2 separate regions of the Acanthopagrus latus genome follow, and region 2 is linked to region 1. A link is a contact called in public Hi-C data. All regions are on one chromosome and are shown on one strand. The core of a region is the stretch at or near the end of the contact, and the rest is flanking DNA. Distances in the headings are between cores, read along the strand shown. Region 1 holds the start of LOC119017293 (zinc finger protein 239-like). Region 2 holds the start of LOC119016997.

Region 1 (6,112 bases), core at 2,646-5,145:
TGGTCTCAGATCAGGTTGTGAGAACTATTCTGTAGACTACGACACTTCACCTGACTTTATATCATCAGGAGGAGGAGAGGAGGACTTTATATCCTCAGGAGGAGGAGAGGAGGACTTTATATCCTCAGGAGAAGAGGAGGACTTTATATCCTCAGGAGGAGGAGAGGAGGACTTTATATCCTCAGGAGAAGAGGAGGACTTTATATCCTCAGGAGGAGGAGAGGAGGACTTTATATCCTCAGGAGGAGGAGAGGAGGACTTTATATCATCAGGAGGAGGAGAGGAAGACTTTATATCCTCAGGAGGAGGAGAGGAGGACTTTATATCCTCAGGAGGAGGAGAGGAGGACTTTATATCATCAGGAGGAGGAGAGGAGGACTTTATATCATCAGGAGGAGGAGAGGAGGACTTTATATCCTCAGGAGGAGGAGAGGAGGACTTTATATCCTCAGGAGGAGGAGAGGAGGACTTTATATCCTCAGGAGGAGGAGAGGAGGACTTTATATCCTCAGGAGGAGAGGAGGACTTTATATCCTCAGGAGGAGGAGAGGAGGACTTTATATCCTCAGGAGGAGGAGAGGAGGACTTTATATCCTCAGGAGAAGAGGAGGACTTTATATCCTCAGGAGGAGGAGAGGAGGACTTTATATCCTCAGGAGGAGGAGAGGAGGACTTTATATCCTCAGGAGGAGAAGAGGAGGACTTTATATCCTCAGGAGGAGGAGAGGAGGACTTTATATCCTCAGGAGGAGGAGAGGAGGACTGGGTGAACTGTTCCTTTAATGGTGGTAAACAGACTCACCCTGCAGGTCTTGGTTCTCCATTCGTAACTAAAATACAGCGTCACGTCTGAACGTACTAATTAACACATTTTATCTGACATTATTTCTTCTGACAAACACGACGTCATGGAGACTCAGTCTTCTCCTCATTTACCCCCCAAAAACACACGGATCAGGACTTCTGAGGTTTAGAATTAAAAGCACGTCACTCGGGTCTGGACCACGCCTCGACCAGCCACAGGCGCCGGCTGGTGTTACAGGACCACCGGGGTTCAGTACCTCATCTTAGATCAGAGACTGATCCTTGTTGATGTGGCGTCCTGAACGTCTTCTCTCTTTTGTTAAATGTTAAATGATGATTGACATCTGTGATCCTCCACTGTGGCTCCAGCAGGACCACAGTGTGAAGACGCTTCACATCAACAACAACAACAACAACAGGACCCAGACGAGGGCTCGTCACACTCGTCTCCTCCTCAGTCACCAACAAACTGGGTTTAAAATTCTTCTCGCAGCACGATGAAAGAATTCATCATGTGAAGAAGTTAAAATGATGATAAACGCGTCTCTGCACCAGCTTGTGACCGACCGGAGCACCGAGCCGTGAAACAGGGTGTGAACGTTCAGTCGAGGGGTAAACAGGCCGGTCGACGTCCTCAAACACGACAAGTTGCTCTTTAATTATCTCTGATCCTGAGGTGGTCTGAGGGTCCTGACCTCCGGGTGAACAAGATGCATTTATGTTTCTGTTTAAATGATCAGTCAATAAAACCTGAACACGTTCTTCAGCTCAGCTCACAAACTGCAGCTCCGTACTCTGAAATATTAAAGACCTGTTGACAGCATCTCTCTGGTTTCTGGTGCCGCTGCGGAGAATAAACAACATGAAATCCTCACATTTCACCCGGCAGCAGACGCCATCACACACCCGGCACACACACAGGTCTACGACACGGCTCACCTCCACCCTGCACCACCCTGAACCCTCTCCGAGCCACGCCGCTCCTGACAGACAGGATTCAGGTAAAACGTGAAGTTGGGACTCACCCTGCAGCAGCGGCGTCGGCAGCGTCGGGGTCACCGCCTGCACTCCAACACTTTCCTGGAAGAACAAGTTGTCACCATCCTGTCATCGTCTGCTTCAGGCTCCAGAGGTGGAGGCAGCGGCGAGGAGAAACCGGCCGTCTGATTGGATGTTTTCTCTGGATTGTGTCGGTTTGGTTCTGGCTGCTGCTCCGCTCACACCGCGCCTTCTCTCCGCTCTGCCTTCGACATCAACTGTGAGGAGGATGCTGGCTCGCTGGTGCTGGCTGTGTCTCGTTGCCCGTGGCAACCAGTTGCTATAGCGATGGACCCGAGCTCATTGGGAGGCGGAGGCGATGATGGAGACATGGAGACGTGGGGAGCTGCGGACGGAGGGAGAGGAGTTTGTTTACATGGAAGTTAACTGAAGAACAGATCAGCTGTGTGTGTGTGTGTGTGTGTGTGTGTGTGTTAACGTGCTGTTTTTAAAATATATCATCAAATATCATTAATTTATAAATAATATACATCATCTGATTGTATGTTCTGTTTGTGATAAAACGGTAAAATCACTTTTAAACAGAAACGTGACAAACTTTAAATGACATGAATGGACTGATGCTGTCACACAGTGCTGATGATGTCATGTTTCATGTGTTCACAGTGAAGCTGCTGCTGAAACAACAACATCCTGTAGAAACACATTATATTATTATTGTTTTTTCATATATAACAATGACTGATATTTAATTGTTAGATCCTGTATATTCAGATAAAAATACAGCAAAGTGACGTTTTCTTTAAAGACGAATCAGAATTGACTGAAGTTTTAAAATGATGTTATTAAACTGTTATTTAAATTACACTAATGTTTTTTTACTTTGTAATTGAAATTCAACGAGAAAATGACAAAAATAATTTCTCACAAAAAAGATGTAATTTTACGGTAAACCACTGTTAAATGTTTGCTGCTGATGTTTTACCGTCTTCTACGTAATTTAAACATTTTTTTAAACAGCGCGCTGAAGATGTGAATCTTAACAAACACAAATATATATTTTCATGTTTAAGGATAAAATACTGACTTTGTTGGGGACTACTTTCACCAGCGGATGAATCCACAGCTGCTCCACTGACGACGTTTCTCTGACATGAACACAAACATGTGTTGGGAGAAACATCACTGTTATATAGACACAGAAACATATAAAGGCATAAACACACGTCAACATAACAAACATAAACATATAAACATGTAAAATATGAGCAGATCGGGACTTTAACAAAGTGTTCTCTCAGCTGATCTCCGACTCCCTCTGCTGGAGGAACTCTGTCATGACCTCAAACATCTTCTGGACTTTAATATCTGAGCGATCTGATTGGCTGATCAGGTTTACACTGTTTATCTTCTGTTTGTGACTGTGAGCTTCTTCTTCTGCTGTTCCCTGAAACTAAAGATGAGACACGTGACTGTAATCACTGCAAACCTGAAATTATCCACAACACACACACCCATTCTCACTGTGTGTGTGTGTGTGTGTGTGTGTGTGTGTGTGTGTGTGTGTGTGTGTGTGTGTGTGTGTGTGTGTGCAGTGATGGACAGCTGTGTTATTACAGGATGTTAATGTAAACGCCTGCAGCTGCAGCAGATCTGTGATCAGCTGCTCTGAGCTGCAGGTATGAAGACGCTGAATAAATCTGATTCTGTTTGAACGTTAAACATCTTTAATGTACAGAAGGTTTAATGATTCACAGCTCAACTCTGAATTACAGTCATCTTAATGTGTAATAACACACACGTTTATATTTATGTCTCTGTTATTATACATTCACATTAAACGTATCAAGGCTGCTAACATCAGCACAAAATCTCACTTCTGTTGTTTTCGGTTGTCAGTTTTATTTTACTGCATGTTTGTTTGTGATTATATAAATATTGTTTAAATCATTGTCATACCAGCAGAACAGTGGTGAAGGATGTGTAGGAGGAAGAAGGAGACGTAATTTCTCCCCACAGGACAGCAGGTGGCGGTATAAACACTGCATGAACACGGCTCCAACCCGCAATGAAAACAGAAGAAGAAGAAGAAGAAGAAGAAGAAGAAGAAGAAGAAGAAGAAGAGATACCGGAAGTACTTGTCGCGGCTAACGCTAACTTTTCCCGTTACCTGTCACCACAACACGGAGTCGGAGCGAAGTTCTGTTCTGACCGGATTCTCGTGTTTCTGTGGACCGACTGCTGTTAGCTGAGGATGCTAAAGCAGCTAGCGTAGTTTATTAGCAGCTAACAGACGGACACGCGCTGCTGGTCGGAGCTGTTTCCGGAGCTAATGAAGCTAACTTAGCTTGCTAGCAGGAAGTAGACGGAGCCGAGCGGACTGTGAACACAGCGCACATCAGAGTGAGCAGACAGTTTTTAACGGAGTGTTTCTGGAGGGAAAGTTCGTGTGAGTCAGTGAAAATGTCTAAAGTCCAAACGCTGAGAGTTGTTGTGAAGCAGCGACTAACTGCGGCTGCTGAAGAGATATTTGAGCTGTTTGAAAGAACGATAGCAGAGTACGAGGAGGAACTGTGTCGACACCGGAAACTACTGGCCGTCCAGAAACAAACAGGTTAGTTCACTTTCAACACACGAAGAAGAATAAAACTCCATCATATCGACCGGAACACGAACTGGACTGTAGAGTCAAAGACTGAAATGTCATTAAAACAAAACGGAAACACTTTGACTTTGTCTTGGTGAGAAGCAGATGACACACGTGTAGTGAGATACAAACCAAAGAGTCATGACAACATGATCATAAATCTTTAGTTCCCCCTGAAGAGATAAACGGTGGTGACGTCATCTCCATGTCAGTCTGAACTTGTAATCCATCGTCTTCACACACATCTCATGAATCTCAGTGTGTTGAGACTGTTGGTGCTGCGAGGTGTTGAACTGCTACCAGGACGTGTTACCTGAGTGTGTTTCTCCTCCACAGACGTCCAGCAGCCGTCGGGCAGTGAGGAGGTTTGTTCTGAGCCACCGGAGCTGCTGCACATTAAGGAGGAGCAGGAGGAGGTCTGGACCAGTCAGGAGGAGGCCGACATCATCCAGTTCACCTTCACTCCTCTCCCGGCGAAGGGTGACGACGATGACAAGAAAAACAGGTCCTCACAGCCTGGTCAGAGTCTGACCGAACAGATGGAGACCGGGGCTGACGGAGAGGACTGTGGAGGACCAGAACCAGCCAGGACCTCAGATCCAGTTCAACATTTACACCCTGTGACTGAAGACAAGGCGTCACACTCCTCTGAACTGGATTCAGAAGACGCTTCTGAATCTGAGAGCGATGACGACGCCTCCGATTCCGACTCTGATGACAGCGGCTCTGATTCTGATGACAATGCCTTTGAACACGAGACTGATTACAGCTGTGATCGGGACGAGACGGCGGGACCACAGACGGGTTTAAACCCTCTGCAGAACAGTGAAGTACATGTGAGCGACGTGGACTTCAACTCCGGGACGTCGTCGTTCATCCCCTCTGAATGTGCTGCGAGCTTCGGCCAGGACGGACCAGAGTCTGAAGGAAAAAACTTCAGCTGCTCGTTCTGTACGAAGACGTTTCAGTGGAGGTGTGATGTCGAACGACACATGAGAGTCCACACGGGGGAGAAACCCTTCAGCTGCTCAGTCTGCGGGAAGAGATTCACACAGAACTCCACTTTGACCTCACACCTGAGAGTTCACACAGGTGAGAAGCCTTACACCTGCTCCATCTGTAACACCAGCTTCAGAGTCAGACACAACCTGTCGGCTCACATGAGGATCCACACCGGGGAGAGACCGTTCGGTTGTTCAGTTTGTGGCCGAGGGTTCACGCGGAAGCATTACCTCAAACAACACATGATCGCTCACACCAACGAGAAGCCCATCAGCTGTTCGCTCTGTGGCGAAGGATTTGCAGAAAGGAGGGACCTCAAACAGCACATGACGGTCCACGTCGGGGAGAAACCGTTCAGCTGTTCAGTCTGCGGTCAGAGATTTGCACATGATGGAAATCTGAAGCGACACATGAGCGTCCACAGCGGGGAGAAACTAGTGAGCTGCAACCTGTGTGATAAAAGATCCCCTCATGGCGCTCAGTCACATTCCACTCATATCCACTGAGACGTAGTTTAGATGTGTGTGAGGGAAACATGACAAACTCACATGAGAGAGAAAAAGCTCTGAAGCGTTGTGACGTCTGATCGTTCACTGACTGGTTCTGCTCCGTCTGTGTCCTGGCTGAAGGCTCGCCGTCGTGTCCTGGTCTGTTCCCTGA
Region 2 (6,112 bases), core at 2,590-5,089, 210 kb after region 1:
TGAACTGGGTCACCTGTAGCAGAGCAGCAGACGCCCAGTGACACTCACACTGATCTACAGTCAGTTTTAAAAGTGATCTTACCTGCAGCTGCGACTCCACACGACAGCAGCAGCAGCAGCAGCAGCAGAAGTCTCATCACTTCTGTTTCACACGTTTTATAAGAGAGAAAAGAGGAAGTGCAACTTTCTTCTTCTTCTTCGAGTTTCATCAGCGGCTTCTTCCTGACCAAAATTCAGACCAATAGGAGCACAGAAAGGGCTCATACGTCATCAGTTACTAGGGCGATTTTAGGAACTGAGGTTTATAGTGAAAGCGAAACTATTGTAAAACTTTTATTGTGCAGAGGAAGAATGTCGCAACCAAGATTAACCAAAATGCCAGATGACAATATTCATATTCATACTTACCAATTCAATTCATTCATTCATTCACCTTCTTGTCTGTTTCTATAAGTAATAAATAAACAAGGTTTAGAGTTATTGAATGTAGATTCGTGCATCTGATATTTTGCTGAGTGACAGACAGACTGATCATTTAACATACTTTGATTTTACTGCTGTGACCTTTGTTACAATCAGTATTATCAGTAATGAATCTCCTCACGTCCTCCCATGAACTGATGAATGTTTCAGGGAGAACATCACAGAATAAACACTGAGATCCTCCTTCAGCTGGACGAGGTAAAGATCTGATTATATATTTATGAGTTAGTTCTTCCAGTTAAGGACTTCAGTAAAGTTGCTCCTGTCAGCAGCACAGCTAACAGAGACAGCATCACTGAGAGATCAACTCCACTGATCAACTCTTTTCTTTTTTTTTTTGCATCTTTTCTTAATCAAACTTCAGGGAGAAAATATTTTGTTGAATATTGAACTGCGAAATATCTTTAGTTATCTGTGTTACTGTAATAAAGTGTGAGGGTTATGATGGCTGGGCACCTAAATACAAGAAATCAATCAATCATTTTTCAAAACTTTTTTTCTGACAGACTCAGTTTGCATCAAAATTGTCACTTCATCTTTGCCTGAATTCCTAAAAATGCTGTTTAATATAATCAACACTGTCATCATTTATACCTGATGAAAAAACTAAATGATGGTCTCGTCGTCCTCTGAAGAGGTAATATTAAAGAATATTACTGGTATCGTTCTTTGTGCCGAGGTGTCCAACCTGTTTTATTGATGAAGGAAGAATCAGAGACAATTAATCACAACTTCTGATCACGTTATAAACACTGAAGAGCTGTTGTGTTCAACTGCATTAGATTGGACAAGAGTAAAAAGTACAAAATACGATTTAATAAAACAAAATAAATTACATTTTAATACAATACAATAAAACATAATAAGACTGTTTCAGGTTCAGGTCAGCTGCCTCAGTGGCTGGATGAGTCTCAAGCTAAACATCTGTGAGAAAGTTCTTTCTTGGATGAAACTGTTTCATTAAAATCAAATAACAAAATCAAAACCTCCACAGGAGACTCACCAGCTGTTCCGAGTTCTTATTTCAAGGATGTGTTTCATACATTTTGGCACACTGACACATTATTACGGATCCGACCGGACTCTTACAAGACTCCTGCTGACCAGGCTGCTGTGTCTGAAGCTTCCTGAACTCTTGAGCATCTGTCAGGCTTTGATCCAAGTTCTGATCCGCCACTGTTGTACTAACCTGTCTCAGGTATGTGGCATCGATTACTGTTCTGTTTGATAAGTGAAAGCTAATATTATCTTTTAAGTCAAACAACCGATCAAACCAACACTTTACTCAGCTGTCTCTATCAGCACCTTGATAGATCTGTGCTGCTTCATGTGTTGCCTCTCTGTGTAAGTAAAATCAGAAGGCTTGGTGATGTGAAGCGTTGTCATGTTCCTGCAGTAATCTTGGCTTCAACACTGAGACGATCCTGAGCAGCTCTGAAAACATCCAGTCATGAAACCAAGACAAGAGACTGACAGCAGGCAGCGGCAGCCTCCACCGGCCTCGAGGGAAGTTTACTTTGAAACATTCAGAGTCCTGGTCATGTTTTGGGGCAGTCAGTATTCAGGCCTCTCCTCTGACAGGGGTGTTTGTAGAAGCAGGACAGCTGACTGAAGCGCCTGTTGCAGGCGGAGCACCAGTACGGTTTCTCCCCGGTGTGCGTCCGCAGGTGCACCGTCAGGTTTCCTTTCTCCACGAAGCCGTGACCGCAGTACGTGCAGACGAACGGCTTCTCGCCCGTGTGGCTGCGGACGTGTCGCACCAGCGTCGCCCTCCTGCCGAAGCTTTTCCCGCAGACAGTGCAGCCGTACGGTCGCTCGCCCGAGTGGATCCTCATGTGCGTCCGCAGGTTCCCCCGCAGCGTGAAGCTCTGACCGCACACGCCACAGCGGAACATCGCCTCCCTGTGGACTCGGAGGTGAAGCTTCAGGTTCTCGCTCGGCTCCAGATGTTTCCCACACAGGCCGCAGACTCTCAGATGTGCCGCAGAGTGCGTGAGCAGGAAGCTGATCCTGTGGAAGGACTCACCGCAAACTTTACAGGTGAACAGCGGCGCCGGCTGATGCGACAGATCAGTTGAATCCTTCGCCATCAGAGATGAACTCTGTCCTTCAGCTTCTTCTGTCTCCTCTGGTCTCCAAAGACCTGCATCCTCTCTCCAGTAGTCTCCGCTGTCCTCCGTCTCCGAGTGTTCAGCCAGCAGGTGTCCGTCACTCCCTCCGTCTAAACCGGTGGCTGGATCAAAGTCACCGCTCAGTTCGGACTCGTCTCCGGCACCGACTTCGGTTTTAATCTGAGCTGCCAAGGTGCCGGCGTCCATCTCACCCGGACCGTCTGTGTGGACGGTCAGAGTCTGCGTCTGGTCATCAGGACACGTTTTTATCCAGGAGGACGCCTGCAGAGGGTCTGCAGGGACGACACAAATCAATCAATCAATCAATCAATCAATCAGTCAGATTGATGATGAGATCGACCTACTACCTGATTATAAAGATAATACATTCGTCATTTGTAAACATGAACTATATTCATGTCTTGCACTAACAAGAAACAGCTTCATGTCTCAGTTTCAAAGAGCCCCACGTAACTTTAGACGTGTTTGTAACATTACACTTGTTAACGGATCCGATCTGTCGGTCAGCAGAATCTTTTACTCCCCAACATCAGCACCGGCCCCAAAAGATCCACATCAGTCTAACAGACAGTATCGTGGGAATAATGTTTCAGAAATCTGGTCACCTCACGAAACACCCACACGAACATTTTTCATTTGTACTTTAAATACTCATCAGTGCTTCCATACTTTATCTGCAGTGAGGTTGTGAATTACTTGGCGTGTTTTCACTGCAGTATCAATGATCCTCCTCTGCAGACATCGATATCATTATCAGTCTTTCTGTGCTGTGGTTGTGTTCCTCACTCTGACCTGCTGTCTGGATCCACCGGCCCTCCTCTGACTTCAGGCTGTCCAGCTGTCGCTGCTGCCGGTCTATGTGGTCCCGGTACCGGGTCACGGTCTTCACGAACACCCCCAGGATGTCGTCCACCGCCGCCGTCAGCCGCTCGCTGACGAACATCCTCAGGGTCTCCATCTCTGCCTGCGGGCTGCTCAGAGGAGAGGAAGGCGGGAAGAACATCTGCTGCTCTGCCGACATGTTTGTTTTTAACTCTCGTGATGATTCGAATCGTTTTAATCTCCGAACAACGAAACACTTTGAGTCCAAACAGGTGAAGGTGACAGACACACGACGTGACGGTCCAACACACCGAGACTGAGCAAAGACCGCGTCACTGTCAACACAGACTAACGGAACCAAGTAAACAAAGTGCCTGAGGTCCCACACTAAAACACGTCCGGCGGAAACAATGTCTGCTCATCAATGGTTCCGCAGAGCAGAACGTAAACAACAATGAGCGAATTGAAAAAGTTCTGTAGTGATCTAACTGCGCATTGATAATGGAATACTGACGAGCTCCTCCGCATCCCTTCACCTCTCCTCTCCACTCTGTGAGGAGTGTTTTTTCCTCACCACCTCTTAGACATCAAGGGACCAATATGCTTTGACCCTTATTGTGATTTGTTAGTTTCCCAACCTGCGACACACGTCGTCGAGGTTTTGCTTTATGGGGAAATGGAACAATTAACACATATATTACATTAAACACAATCTTTTCTCATCTTATGAGGGAAGAGCTACTTGGCAGTTCATAAGTATTACTCATGAGTATTTCCAGAAGGATCCCTGTGGATGGGCCCAACTTGTAGGATGGAAACCACTGGACTAAAGTAGATCCAACACTGATTCATCACTATTAACAATCTAATAATGTCACATAGAATCAGATATCTGTCACAAACAGAACATTTACTGCAAAACTAGTACTACTGTACTTTTACTGTTGACTTTAAATACACATCTGGTCATTTTTGATCCAAATGAATAAAAATCTGTCTGATTCATCTACAGTAGTACAGAGAACAACTAGATACAGGATGCATCCAACAACAGTACAAACTACATACATGTACTCATAAGATACATGTCTTCTGTATATCTGAGGAAACTCTGCTATGAGCAACAAATGCAAACAAACTCTGAGGAGGTGAAATTAAACGAAATGTTTTTATTCAACTCTCATTTTCCACGTTTTACGTATCAAGCTAACACGATCAGGTTCTCTAAGTGACTGTTGTCTCATAGAGCCCATCATAAGTACAGAAGGTATTAAACAAATACATAATACAGTGATGTCACTTCAGTCTTAACTGGTCTTAATATTCAGAGTCCTCTTAGTCTGAGACCGAGACCAGACTGAGTAAAAAAGTAATCAAGTCTGAGACAGGACATTTAAAAAGTTCAAGACTGATGTTGAATCCTGCAAGACAACCACCAAGTGAATGTTTGTCAAGAACACTTCAGATCAATTATCGACCGATGTGTCATTTGTTTTTTTAAGGTGGAAATCTTTCACCACATTCAGAGGAGCTTAACGTTTTCTCCTCTGAGTGTATGGCCATGTGCCTCGTCAAATTCCACTTTCGTATAAATCTTTTACCACATTCAGAGCAGCTAAATGGTCTCTCCCCTCTGTGTATGGCCATGTGCTTTGTCAAATTCCTCCTTAGTATAAATCTTTTACCACATTCACAGCAGCTAAATGGTCTCTCCCCTGTGTGTATGGCCATGTGTCGTATCAGATTTTGCCTTACTGTGAATCTTTTGCCACATTCAGAGCAGCTAAATGGTCTCTCCCCTGAGTGTATGGCCATGTGTCGTATCAGATTTTGCCTTACTTTGAATTTTTTACCACATTCAGAGCAGTTAAATGGTCTCTCCTCTGAGTGTATGGCCCTGTGGTCCATCAGATTTCCCTTTTTTACAAATCTTTTACCACATTCAGAGCAGCTAAATGGTCTCTCCCCTGAGTGTATGGCCATGTGCTTCGTCAAATTCCACTTTCGTATAAATCTTTTACCACATTCAGAGCAGCTAAATGGTCTCTCCCCTGAGTGTATGGCCATGTGTTGTGTCAGATTTTGCCTTACTTTGAAACTTTTACCACATTCAGAGCAGTTAAATGGTCTCTCCCCTGAGTGTATGGCCATGTGTCGTGTCAGAATTTGCTTTACTTTGAAACTTTTACCACATTCAGAGCAGCTAAATGGTCTCTCCTCTGAGTGTACAGCCATGTGTCGTGTCAGATTTCCCTTTTCTTTGAATCTTTGACCATATTCAGAACAAGGAAACAGTTTCTCTCTAACAAAGTTTCTCTTGCGAATCATCAGCTTTGACTTTAGACCACATCTTTTACCACAGACTTCCTTGTCAGAACTACATCCTACATTGACTGTAACTTCATTGTTTATCTGAGAGTTTAACTCTGACTGAGGCTCTCTGGTCTCCTCCCAGTCACCATCACTGACTTCAGTCTCAGGTTCAGAAGAGTCTTCAGTCTTGTCTTCAGTCTCAGGATGTAAATGTTGATCTGAATATGGTCCTCCACGGTCCTCTCCACCAGCGTCTGTCTCCATCTGTTCAGATCGTCTTTGATGAAGCTGTGAGGACAGAGGTTTCTCTACATCATCTTCATCACTCTTTACAAGGACAGGAGTGAAGGTGAACTTGGTGA

What was found. A called contact is a pair of places that touch in the nucleus more often than the background predicts.
Region 2: a Hi-C map of muscle shows a contact between it and region 1, with 2.7 times the contacts expected there. The contact joins the promoter of LOC119016997 here to the promoter of LOC119017293 in region 1. A contact is called at or near these places in 3 of 4 Hi-C or Micro-C datasets (liver and muscle).

The regions. Positions count from the first base shown.
Region 1 is chr3:543,794-549,905 of fAcaLat1.1, forward strand. LOC119017293 (zinc finger protein 239-like) reads left to right here and starts at 3,896. Exons shown (of 2, transcript XM_037093925.1): 1 at 3,896-4,417; 2 at 4,787-6,112. The coding sequence starts at 4,267. The coding sequence ends at 5,958.
Region 2 is chr3:755,322-761,433 of fAcaLat1.1, forward strand. LOC119016997 reads right to left here and starts at 3,840. Exons shown (of 10, transcript XM_037093395.1): 1 at 3,408-3,840; 2 at 2,023-2,887; 3 at 83-222. The coding sequence starts at 3,636. LOC119017283 (gastrula zinc finger protein XlCGF8.2DB-like) reads right to left here. Exons shown (of 2, transcript XM_037093892.1): 2 at 4,587-6,112. The coding sequence starts at 6,014. The coding sequence ends at 4,935. LOC119017303 (major histocompatibility complex class I-related gene protein-like) reads right to left here and starts at 440. Exons shown (of 9, transcript XR_005074378.1): 1 at 409-440; 2 at 83-222.